2 separate regions of the Canis lupus genome follow, and region 1 is linked to region 2. The links are chromatin contacts, called in public Hi-C maps. All regions are on one chromosome and are shown on one strand. The core of a region is the stretch at or near the end of the contact, and the rest is flanking DNA. Distances in the headings are between cores, read along the strand shown. Region 1 has its middle 63 kb from the start of CCDC54. Region 2 has its middle 86 kb from the start of CCDC54.

The links. A called contact is a pair of places that touch in the nucleus more often than the background predicts.
Region 1: a Hi-C map of blood shows a contact between it and region 2, with 1.7 times the contacts expected there. The contact joins two enhancer-like sites.

The regions. Positions count from the first base shown.
Region 1 is chr33:13,257,078-13,263,615 of UU_Cfam_GSD_1.0, reverse strand. No RefSeq gene overlaps it. Among named protein-coding and RNA genes, the nearest start is that of CCDC54, 63 kb to the right of the region's middle. Within about 2 kb of position 3,630, at least 16 of the 20 cell types and tissues checked have an H3K27ac peak or open chromatin away from gene starts, as enhancers often do. A contact at or near this core is called in blood, where this site is marked.
Region 2 is chr33:13,108,905-13,114,976 of UU_Cfam_GSD_1.0, reverse strand. No RefSeq gene overlaps it. Among named protein-coding and RNA genes, the nearest start is that of CCDC54, 86 kb to the left of the region's middle. Within about 2 kb of position 2,311, at least 3 of the 20 cell types and tissues checked have an H3K27ac peak or open chromatin away from gene starts, as enhancers often do. A contact at or near this core is called in blood, where this site is marked.

The sequences.
Region 1 (6,538 bases), core at 2,381-4,880, 150 kb before region 2:
CTCCAGATTTTTTGGACATTCTGTACTATGTAACAAATGGGCCTACTGCTTTAAACATACTGAGCAGACTGGTTCAAAATGTAAATAATATTCTACTTAAAAATATGTTAATCCTGTGACACCCAACTTTTCTAATAATACTAAACAAAATTTACATAGATTCCCGAGGACCTCCAATTTAACAGAAAAGAAGGACATAGAAAAAAGTGATTACACAGACTATGTGCCATAATAGAGGAAACAGAAGAACAGAAGTGGCCTCCTGTAAGAGCAAGAGATTGTTGCTTTGGGGGGGGCGGGATGTTAACCTAGGATTAGGAAATAATTCATAGGTGTGTGCTATCTGAACAGGGTTTGGAGCAATAAACAGGCATTTACTAAGGGAACAAGAGGGAAAAGAATTCCACGGAAAGGATGAGCATAATGCAAGAACACAAAGGCAGGAGACGGAGTTGTGGATAGGGTAGCAGACTGACTTCTGCGTTGAGGCTAGTGGATATGCCCAGCTCATCCTCACATCCTCCTCCTCCCCACACCAGGAGATTACCCCTCATTTTTTTTTTTTTTCAGTTCTTTCTTCCCAGAAACCAAATTGACTTAGTTTCCTCCCTTCTTCTGTCCCAGCCCAACCAGTCAGAGAAAATCATGTAATATTATGTTTGCCTTGTTAAGGAGTCAAATTGTATTGCATAGGGTTGATGGGGAATCAGCAAGTGGTTTTTAAATAAGGAAATAATTTGGTCACAGTTAAGAAAAAGCAGCAGTCCCCATGGTACTTGCACAGCCTCTCAACATCCCTATGATTCAAGAGATTACAAAGGAAACTATTTTTTAAGAGGTCTTATTTAGTTATTTGAGACAGAGAGAAAGAGAGAGCATAAGCAGGCGTGGGGCGGGGGGAGACAGGGGCAAAGAATCTCAAGCAGACTCTACGGGGCTAGCTCTCAAGACCCTGGGATCATGATCTGAGCCGAAATCAAGAGTCAGACCCTTAACTGACTGAGCCACCCAGGCACCCCAACGATTTTTTAAAAAAGAAGTACAAGTTGGGTTGTTCTAAGCAAGCCCAAATCTATTTGTTTAATGACAGTGTAGGACTGTCCCTGCTCAGTGCTTGAGGCTGAGGATGGGAGGAATAGCAGGCAGCCCAGATATTTCTTCTTAGCCCTAGAACCCTTCTACTCTCCAAAACAAAGAAATCGCTCTAGACTAATTCATCATACTTTCTTCATTTACTTCCTTCTCCTTTTTTCTACTTCTCAAATGTCAACAATGGGCTAGATATGGCTGTGCAGGACAAGTAGAGGGATGGCAGCATTAAGATGGGGGGGCATGCATTTGCTGCTTCTCCTCTTTAGGCCTCATGACAGCAGTGGGAGTTATTGGTAGTATGGAAAACAAAAACCCGGGGATCATCTGCAGGTCTTATTTTAGGAACTTGTTTTAGCCTTTTCTGTCACCAAACCTCTGTAGGTCCCCCCCCTTTTATTTTTAATATTAGAGTTGTCTTACCAGACATGTCTTAACATAAGCAGAAATGAAATAATTGAGTTTCACCTGGTTTCTCTCTCCCTCTGGGAGAGGAACTACAGCAGTCAAATTTCCAGAAGGCAGGCAATTAGAAGAGGAAGCTAAGGATAATCAAGATTTTACTGTACATTCATTCTAACTGTTAAATTATTTACATTCCTTGACTCCTCCTGGACTGAGCCTGTGTGGTTTGGGTGGTAGAAAGGACTTAGGGCAAGGAACCAGGAGGTGGCTCTCTGGATCTCATTCTGCAATTAATTAATCCTGTGTCTTCAGACAAATCATTTCTTTGAATCTGTTTTCCGATCAGGAAAATGAGGGAGTGTGATTATATCAGTGCTTCTCAAGTTCTACTTTGCATCAGATTCACTCGAGGTGGTTCAAAAATATGCCGATTCCCAGATGCCACTGGAGGATGGAGTGTCATTGGTTGGGCCTGTGGACTTGGCATCAGAGTGGCTGGATTTAACCTCTGCCACTTACTTACCCCGGGCGACCCTGAGAAAGTTACTTCCGTTCTGCAATATCTCCTTTTTCTCATTTTCAAGGCAGGGCTAACAATAACAGTACCTACGTTCTATTGTCCCTGGCAGGTTAAAATTATATGATGCTTTTCCTTATTTATTTTTTGATATAATGCTTTTAAAACAACAAGTATAGATTACCTGTATCAAACTAAGCATTCAACAGATGTCATAGATTATCACTTGTATAGCCCAGGGTACGTCTGTATGGTGTGTGTTTGCAGTGGCGGTGGGGAGTTGGTGTTGGGGTAGGTGCTCAGGAGTATCTGCGGAGTAAATAACGGAAGTAGAACTTAAATTTTTTTTTTTTAAAGCAACTTTTTCCTGTAGCCTGAAATCTGAAATTGTTCGTTAGCCCAGGAATTACTTTCCCAAGAAGGATAAAGAGAGTTGGAGTGTTCTGCTCAATCTTCGCCCTATGCTTACTGCGAGCCTCACGATAATTAAGAAAATAATTAAATGATGAAAGTCCCACTAGAGGGGGTGCGCTGCGAGAGGCGGGGAGCAGTCTCCAGGCCGCCGCGCTCCAGCCGGCCGCTCGCCGCGCGGTCCGAGGACTGTGCCCGGGCGTGCATCTGTGCGCACCGCATCTCGCCGCCGCCCCGAGGCTCAGTCACTGCCGTTAGGACGGACGGTTTCCTTCATCCCCGCTTCGTGTGTGGACCGGGCGCAAGACAGGACGCGGCAACTTTCGGAGCGCCCGAGGAGCAGGGCCCTGGCAGGCAGGCGCGGCGCCAACTTCCAGCCCCGCGCCCCCGGCTCGCGGCCGCTCCCGCTCGTGGGCCGCGCCTCGGCGTTGGGCGCGCAGCCTGCGGCTCCCCGGGCTGCTGGGCGGGGGGTCGCCTCGGGATCCGCGGGGGTGGCCTCCCAGAAAGATCGCCGCGAGGGGAGGAGCCCCGATTGTCCGAGAAGAAAAGCATGGCCCCATCCGGGAAGCCGAGGCTTGCCGGGAGGCCGGGGCGGCGCAGGCGGCGGGGCCCGGGCGTGCAAGTGCGAGTGCAAGTGCAAGGCGCCCCGACGGAGGCGCGCGCGTGGCTGCGACCCCTGCCCAGCACGCGGGGCTCCCGAGCCGAGCCCGCCCCGGGGCCGCCCGGGATCCGCCGCAGCAGCGCCCTGGGCCTCGCCGGGCGCCGCAGCCCCTCCCCTCCCGAGCCCGCGCTTCCGCCCGAGCCCGGCGGCCGCCGCGACCGTGGCCGAGCCCCGCCGCCTCCCGCCCCGCTGCGCGCCGCGCCCACAGGCCGGGGGGGGGGGCAGGGCCTCGGAGCCCCGGGCGGCGGGGGGGGAGGGGCGGGGGGAGGGGAGGGGGCTCCCGCGCGGGGGGGCCCGCGGCACCTGCGGCCGCTCGGCCACGCGGGCTCCGGCGTCCGCAGCGCGGGGAGCGGCCCGGGCCCCTCCCCTCCCCTCCCCTCCCGCCGCCGGGGCGTGGGGGCGCCCGGAGCTGCGGCTGGCCCTGCCCCGCGGCCGCCCGGAAGACCCCCCGCCGAGGGGCCTCCCGCTGGCCCCGAGTCTCCCTGGAAGGCGGCCCCCGTCCTCCCTTCCCCCACGCACTTGCGTCCATCTGGGTCTTGCCGCCTTCCCGAAGGGGCCGCCGCAGGCGTGCACGCGAGGGAGCAAGTCCAGACAGTGCGTGTGAGTGTGTGAGTGTGTGTGCGCGCGCGTCGCGGAGTGGTAGCAGGCTGGGAGAAAATAATAAATAAAAAAAAAATGAAATCAGTCTGAGTCTGTGACAATGAGGCCCACGCGTCCCCAGGCCGCTGGCGGTGCGGGCGGCGTCCGAGGGGGCTCGAGCGCGGCACCGACGGGCTGGGAGGCGAGCGCGGCCGCAGGCCGGCGTCAGGGCCCGGAGGGCGCTCGGGGCTTCCCGGGGCCCCTTCTCGGGGTCCGTCGTACTTTTCTGGAGCCCGCTCGGGCGCTCCTCACCGGGGCTGCAGTCGCCCCGCGCGTCGGGAGGCCCCTCCTGGGCACAGCAGAGGTGGCCTTTGTCACTTCTGCGTGTGTCGCCGGTGCTACGGGGGGGGGAGGGCGGGGGGCAGGTGCTTCGGGGGCCTGGGAGCCCGCGACGCCGAGCTCGGTGAACAGGCTCCCCCGCTGAGGACCTGGGCTCCCCCGGAGGATGACGTGTTGCCGAAGGGGCGGATGGAAGCCCACGCGCCGTCTCGCACCCGCACCCGCACCCCGCCCGGCCCGCCTGCACCCGCGCCCCGGGCCCCGCGCCGCGCCGCGTCGGGTCCCCTCGCGGGGCCACAGGCTGCCCCCGGGGCGAACCCCGCGCTGAGACGCGGCGGGCGGAGCGGAGCGCGGAGAGCGGGCTGGGCGGGCGTCGCTTCGCCGCTGCGTAGTCCTGGAATATTCTCTGCCGCGGGAGGCCTCTTCCCGGGGACTCTAACCGGGCCGCGGGCTGCGGTTCTCCCGACCGCCGACGGGGGGCAGCAGACGCCCTGCCAAGCCCCGGCGACGGTTCGGAGGCGCGTCCCCCGGGCCCCGGGAGCCGGCGTCACGGAGCGAGCGGGGCCGAGGCGCGACCTCCGCGCCCCCCTGGACTCCGCTGCGGGGACCCCGGGGCTCCCCGGCGCGAGGAGCGAGCGAGGCTCTCCGCGGCGGGCAGCGCCTCGCGAACCGAGCGTGCGGCGTAGACGAGCGGATCCTGGGTGTGCAAGTGTCGCGAGCATGAGGCGCGCAGGTGTTTGGAGGTGCCACGGGCTCTCCTGAAGCTCCGGGCCGGTTTTTGAAGTTTTCCCAGCCAGCGGAGCATCTAAAATTACGGCCACCCTAATCTTTTTGGGGGCGGTGATAGCTGTCAAACCGGTCTGACTTTTTCTGCAAAGCCTGTCGTCGGCAGGTGGGAACTGCTGCGGCCCCCGGGTCGCCTCCTCGCTGCGGGGAGGACCCCGCGACCCCGGGGCGGGCCCCCGGGTGGCCCCGCCCCGCCCCCCGCCCCGCGCCCTGGGGCCCCGCCGCGCGCTCCACGCCAGGCCAGCCGAGTGTTCAGAGTCGCCAGAGACGCTATAGATCTTCTCCGAGGACATGTGGTTTCAGAAATGAACTTTTCTTTTCTTCTTCTTTCTCCTTCTTCTTTCTTCTCCTTTCTTCTTCTTCTTTCTTCTTCTAATTTCTTTCTTTCTCCTTTCTTCTCCTTCCTCTCCTTCTTCCTCTTTGTCCTTCTCCTTCTTCCTCTCCTTGTCCTTGTCCTTCTCCCCCTTCTTCTCCCTCTCCTCCCTCTCCTTCTCCTTCTTCCTCTCCTTCTTCTTCCTCTCCTTGTCCTTGTCCTTCTTCCTCTCCTTGTCCTTCTCCCTCTCCTTCTCCTCCTTCTTCTCCCTCTCCTCCCTCTCCTTCTCCTTCTCCTTCTTTGTCTCCTTCTTCCTCTCCTTGTCCTCCTCCTCCTCCTTCTCCCTCTCCTCCTCCTTCTTCCTCTCCTTCTCCTTCTTCGTCTCCTTCTTCTCCTTCTCCTCCCTCTCCTTCTCCTTCTTCCTTTCCTTGTCCTTGTCCTTCTTCCTCTCCTTCTCCTTTTTTTTTTTTTACTAAATTAAAAATACGTTTGTAGAGCATTGGTTTTTTTTTTTTAAGAAAAAGAAAATAAAGTGTAAAAATGTAACAGCTGACTATGACAGTTATCTCTAAATATTTTATATTTTTTAGATTTGTGATTCATTAATTTATTTCTTCAAGATTTTATTTATTCATTCATGAAAGACAGAAAGAGAGAGGCAGAGGGAGAAGCAGGCTCCCTGTGGGGAGCCCCACGCAGCATTCGCAGCATTCGATCCCAGGGTCCTGGAATCCTGCCCTGAGCCAAAGGCAGATGCTCAGCCTCTGAACCACCCAGGTGCCCTCTAAATATGTTTTTATTTTATTTTATTTTAAATTTTTTTAAATTATGATAGTCGCACAGAGAGAGAGAGAGAGAGAGAGAGGCAGAGACACAGGCAGAGGGAGAAGCAGGCTCCATGCACCGGGAGCCCGACGTGGGATTCGATCCCGGGTCTCCAGGATCGCGCCCTGGGCCAAAGGCAGGCGCTAAACCGCTGCGCCACCCAGGGATCCCCTAAATATGTTTTTAAACGCAGGAGCAAATATGAAAATTCAGTTATCTGAATGAGAAAACACATACAACTTACGTACAATTGAAAAACCCTAATTAATCCCTGAGCTACCTTTGTGAAGTAGGGACAAATTAGTTTTTAATTATAGAATTTATCATAACACAACACTAAGATGTTTTCATTTTATTACTGTTATGAACAAAAGCTATTGTTAACTACTTTTAATGTATTTTTCCAATATTGTAACACTTTCTACAAATGCGGCCATAATTACTAAAGAAAGGAAGAATTTGAATAGCGACTGTCAGAAATTTCATTAACATGGGAAGTCCGTATCATGATGTTAGTCTATAGAATCTCCCCCAAATAATGATGAATACTAATTAATTAGAATAAAATTGATAGGAAAATACTAATCTTGTAAATTAAAGCGGCTGTGGAAGA
Region 2 (6,072 bases), core at 1,062-3,561:
ATGTCATACTTGAGGAGAGATGCTGACAATATGGATGGAATTGTTTATGTCAGCTACACTGAAATCAGATGGGATATGCCTTTGAAGACAAGAAGCATCTACTACACCTACATATAATTGAAGGGTATATGCTAAATTTCAAGTAGAGGTTAGGACAGAATTTATTTTGCATCCAAGCCAACAGACCTTTGACAGCCCATGGGCCACATGTTCAAAACTTCTGGTCTAGAATCTCAGTGATTCTATGTCCTCTTTCCAGGCTCACAGGAAGCCTCACTTTTTAGCTCCTCCTGCAATTAAATTGGTTATAGACTGAGCCCTAGAGAAAGATTAGGGGGCAGAAGTGAAGTATACCACTTCCAGCTCTCTTTCTCAAAATTATTCCACTCTTTGCTTGTTAGTCAAGAGACAGTTCAGTGGGAAGATGATGGAATCACACAATAGGAAGAATCTAAATTCTTGAGTCATCGTTTGGAAGAGAGCAGCCCAGGCTAGTCACCCAACTCCCATCAGACAGTGACTTGAGTAGGAGATAAACTCTGTGTGTGTGTGTGTGTGTATGTGAGTCCAGGGATATTTTGGGTTGCTCATTTTAGTAGTTGGTGTTCATTACTTTTGCTAATACAAAGTGGTATCTTACATAAGGCCAGTAGTTTCATGATTCTCACTACTTGTTGGCTATTGAAGAAAGTATTAGTCACCACCTCATTATCTTATGTGCACATGTATGATGATAATTGACAGAATCGTGTTTATGGTTTCAGCTCAAAGCAATAGTATTATTATTTTTAGATAACTTTCCTCCTAATTAAGGAGAATTGGCATTGCTATCTTGCACTTGCTGAACACAATCCGAGAAGGAAATCTTCTTTCACAATTTCAAGATAATAAACATGAGAGAAAGAATCAGCATGAAATATTGTTTTCCCTTTATCATGAGTGGCTAAGAAAATATACTGGTTATAATAAATATGAATCAATGAAAGACAAGCAGATAATCACTTGAATTTTAGATGAATAAAGAAGAAGATTCCCTAGTGTTTAATAATATGTCTTATCATTTTTAGACAAGCATAAGGATAATATGCATCTATTTGGTGTTAGATGGATTGTGACAGAGAAGTAAGAGTACTCCCTCTTGTGGTTCTTGAGAAAAATAATTCCTGCTATGAGAAAACAAATTCTGAATTCAAAGATAATTTCAATGAATCGTTAGAACTTATCTTTTTCTTCCTGACCTGGTTCTATGAAGCTGAGTAACCATTAGACTATGTTGATGTGGATCTTCTCGAGAGTGTTTGTGACCTTGTAACCTCAGGAGGAGCTGAGGATGTGATTGAGGGAAGATCTGTTCCACTTAAACTGGAAGAATTTTGTCCCTGAAGAGTAAAAAAAAAAAAAAAAAATAGTAATTGTCCCTAAATTTCTTCTTTCTTTAACTTGCAATGGTTCTCCAATGTGGTCTTGTAATTATTCTGGAGAGAGCTTACATTTAAGAGGAGTGAATTTAGTGTTGGGACATTATCTCCTCTAAAACCCATCGTTCGTTATTCTGTGGGTGAGTGTAAATCTATTCCTCAGGTATGTGATTTTTTTTTCCCCCTGTCTGTTTGGAATTTTATTTAGCAGTTTTGCTTTTCTCGTAGGACAGTTGGCTATAAAATGCTGGAAATAGGACATTTATTGATTTCTTAAAAAGTAAAATAGGGATAGTATTGCAATTGGTAGACCGAAAAAAACACATCCAAAGTCAACAGTGGTTTGATATGAAATTATCATTTGTTTTCTCATAATTGATGCCTCTTACTTTTTGCTGCAAATGTTTCATCATTAAAAACATGATATCTTTCAGGTCGGAGGAAGGGTTGACATGTGTGTAGGAAATCAATATATCTATTTGTCTCTCCATCTCGTTCTCTCTCTGGTCTCTGGTTAGATTGTAGATATTTTTCTGGTTTGCCCGGAAAAGTCCTGATTCACACTGCTGTCCCTGTGTCCCATTTGGCTTAGATGTTGTTCTCTTTTCATTTTTTTTTCAATGAAAATCTTATCAATTTGAATGTTATCAGTCATAGAATACAACTTTAAGAACATCAAAGGCAATTTTAAATTAAAAAATAAGGATTACATTAATGAATGCATTATTTGTTAAAGTACCTGTAATATGATATTAGAATGCAAAGAAACTGATTAAAGCACATGAATTGTGATGGGAAAAGAAACTGCCTTAGACTGGATGAGCTACAGCACGTCTACTCATGTCCTATTGGAGAGAAGGTCACATGAGCCACCAAGGTGCATGGCTGCTGGGAAATGTAGTTTCACTGTCAGAAATAGGAAATGGGGTTTGAAAACATTTAGTCAGTGTCTGTCACACTATCTTAGAACAAATGAATGAAGAGAAGACATGTAAGTTATATGCAGAACAAAAAAAGGAAGGTGTTATTTACACCTTACAGATAAAGAAATGAGGCTCAGAGGAACCAAGGAAATTATTTATGGCTACACAGTCAAAAAGGGGCAGAGTTAAGCATCACATCTGAGTCTATTTCACTTCCAGTTCTGACATATCCCAAAGCTTTCTTTGTAGTTCCCAGAAATCACACTTTTTACAGCACCATTTGTATCTTTATGGTTAATAGAAGCTAAGATTTAAGTGATTTACTGCAAATGTTATTATTTCTAATTTTACCTGAATTATATTACTTGCATACATTTTTCAGAAGCCATGAATAAATATAAATAACAAAATGATTTAGGGGTGCCTGGGTGACTCATTCAGTTAAGACTCTGACTCTTGATTTCAGCTCAGGTCATGATCTCAGGGTCTTGAGCTTGAGCCCTGCATCAGGCTCTGCACTGGAGCACAGAGCCTGCTTAAGTCTCTGTCTCCCTCTCCCCTGCTACTCCTCCTTACTACTCCCTACTAAAAAATGCTTTATATATACTTGTCTATCAACAATTTAGATTTGATTTAAACTTCCTAGTGAAAGTCCCTTTAATACCTTAATTATACCGACAGAAAATAGCCTCTCCTTTTCTCTATATATGTATCTATTTTATTTTTTTCCTGACTTGAGACTATGGAGTTAGAAACAAAATCTCACAGGAGATTTTTATCATTTTTTCTGGGTTCAGGATGAACACATAACCTAGTTCTTGCTCAGAGCTTTTCATTAATTTTGGGGTGAGTATAATACAAACCTGGAAGGTGTCTCTTTATACGCATCATTCTCTCCTACGTAAATAATCTTGAGACTCATAAAAGCAAAATAAAATTCTGCAATTAAATTCCCTATTGCTTTTGTTGGTTCATTTTATCAGCAGTCTGTTAACTGGTTGGTTTAATAGAACAGCTCCCTGAAAACATAAAACACGTTGAAATCCACTTTGCTGTTTTTCCATATTTGTTCAGAAGTCAGGATGTAACAATTTTTCTTTTTGTAAACTGATGCTGAATGTAATTATGTGGCTCTTAGACTTCAAAAAATACAATAAGACACATATCATACAGCTTGAGCTGTAGTGGTCCTTCCTACATTTAGAGTTAGTTTCTGCCAAGGAAGATCTTAGCTGACACCTGTTAACAAGAAAAAAAAAATTAAAGATTGTTTATGGCCTTCAACTGCTTCCCCTTACATTTCTGTCTGTCTCCGTTACAATTTCGATCAGAGTCCACATTTGAGCTGTCTGTTTAGAGCAAATTGGCTGGAAAAATGTGAAGAGAGAGGACACGACTATTCCTTCCCATAACGCTTTTATCTTTTTTTTTTTTTAAGATTTCATTTATTTATTTGAGAGAGAGAGAGAGCACACAAACAGGGGGAGGAGCAGAGGGAGGAGAAGCAGACTCCCTACAGAGCAGGGAGCCCAACACAGGGCTTGATCCGAGGACTCTGGGATCATGACCTGAGCTGAAGGCAGATGCTTAACCCATTGAACCACCCAGGCGCCCCAAACTCTATCTGGCTTCGATTTTGCTATTCTCTACCCCATACTCAGAAAACAAAGCCTCACTTTTTTACTTGATTCTGGGCCTGCAGACTTTCTTGCAAAAACAACCTTATTTCTCTACCTACCTTTGTGGAAGTGTGTTTGGTTAATTGTTCCTTTGCCCTCACCCTTTCCAAGCACAAAAACCCTGAGGCTTGTCCTTCTAGGAGGCACATGAACTAGGGAAACATAAATCTCTGTTTATCTCCAACTACAAGTCAGACATTTAACTATTCAGCAAGAAACATACTCTGTTTCACAGAGAGCAGCCACTCCGTGCTCAGTGTTCTGACGACAGGAAGCTCAGAGATCTCATATCAATGGTGTGTAAATGTAGCCGAAGAATGGACTGTGTAGACTCAACTGGAATTCAGACATGTCTGGGCAAGCCTGGCATACTGTAAGGCCATCTTTCCAAAAGATTTGTTTTTCTGATGGGCAAAGATTTCTGAGAAAATATTTGTCTTACAAGAGTATGAGTCTCAAAACTCTTAAATACATAGATGCACAAACTGCCTTTTTTTTTTTTTTTTTTTTTCTGGAGCTCTCTAAAGCAGATGCAGCAGTGAGAGTTCTTCCCTGCCAGGTAACTGTGGTAGATGGGATTCTAAAGATGCTTTCCCTTCACCCTCACTAAGATTTTTATCTCATGGTTACTCATTCAAACAGTAATCTAGGTACATCTTTGAAGAGATTTTGCAGATTGAAGTCCCAAGTTAGATGCCTTTAAAGAATGGAGATTATCCAGGTAGCTCTGATCCTATCAGATGAGCCCTTGTAAGGCAGAGAGTGTTCTGGAGGTCGGAGCAGAAAAAGAAGTTGGAAATCAAAGCACAAGGTGGGATTTGATGCCGGATTGACCATGAAGGGGGCCTTGTGCCAAGGAAGGCAGGTGGCCTTAAGTAGTTTAAGAGTGGCCCCTTTTTGATAGCTAGCAAAGAAACATGGACCTCGTTCCGTATGTGGTTAAACACCTGAAGGAGTTTGGAAGCAGATTCTTTCCTCCAGCCTCCAGCTATAAGCCCAGCCCAGAGACACCTTGAGTTCAGCTTCGTAAGACTCTACGCAGAGAACCCAGTTAAGCCATGACGGACCCCTGACCTAGAGAAGCGTGGGATAATTCCTTTGTGTTGGGTCACTATGTTTCTGGTAATGTACTAGGCAGCGATAGAAGACTAATGCATGACTGAGTATGAAGAGACTTAGTACTCCTGTGGGACCCAGGCCTCAGCTGGTGGTAGACAGTGGAATGCCAGTGGGTAAATGGGGAAGCATGGTAAGAAGAGACTTGGTGAGGGCTTATAAAACATCCCCCTGGGAACTCCCTGAAATTCTCCTGGGTGGAAGAAACAACAAGTGAAATTTGAATTGTTACAGTTAATTGAGGGGCAGAGAACTACAAGCTGATGAAGTCTGGGAAATTAATTGCACACATTTTCATAAAGTCCAGGTTAGTTCAGTCTCCTGTCATACACCTCACTTAACAAAAGGGACATGGTTTTTGTTGTTGTTTTGTTTTTATTTGTTTGTTTGTTTGTTTCTGGTTTACTTCTCCCCACTCCTGAATTCCTTTGCCTTTTTCTTGGGCCCTGATATCTCTTGGTAGCTTCCCAGAAACCTGTTTAGTAAGTATATATCCTTGAATAATGAAAACAGTGGAAATAAGTATATATTTTTATTTATTATTAAGTCTTAGCCACTGAGGTAAAATAGATAGTTCATCTTTTTCAGCATACTTAGATGCCTTTATCACAACCTTCCTATTGAAAAAATTAGTGAGCAAGCACTTTGTATTGGGTTCCTTTTAAGTTTTTATTTTAATTCCAGTTAGTTAACATACAAGGTTATATTAGTATCAGGTGTACAATATAGGTTGGTTAGTTTGTTTTTGTTTTTAAGATTTTATTTATCATGAGAGATTTTATTTATTATTCGTGAGAGACAGAGACAGAGAGAGGGGCAGAGACACAGGCAGAGGAGGAAGCAGGCTCCCTGCAGGAAGCCGGATGTGGGACTCGATCCCGGGACTCTGGGATCACACCCTGAGCCAAAGGCAGACACTCAACAGCTGCGCCACCC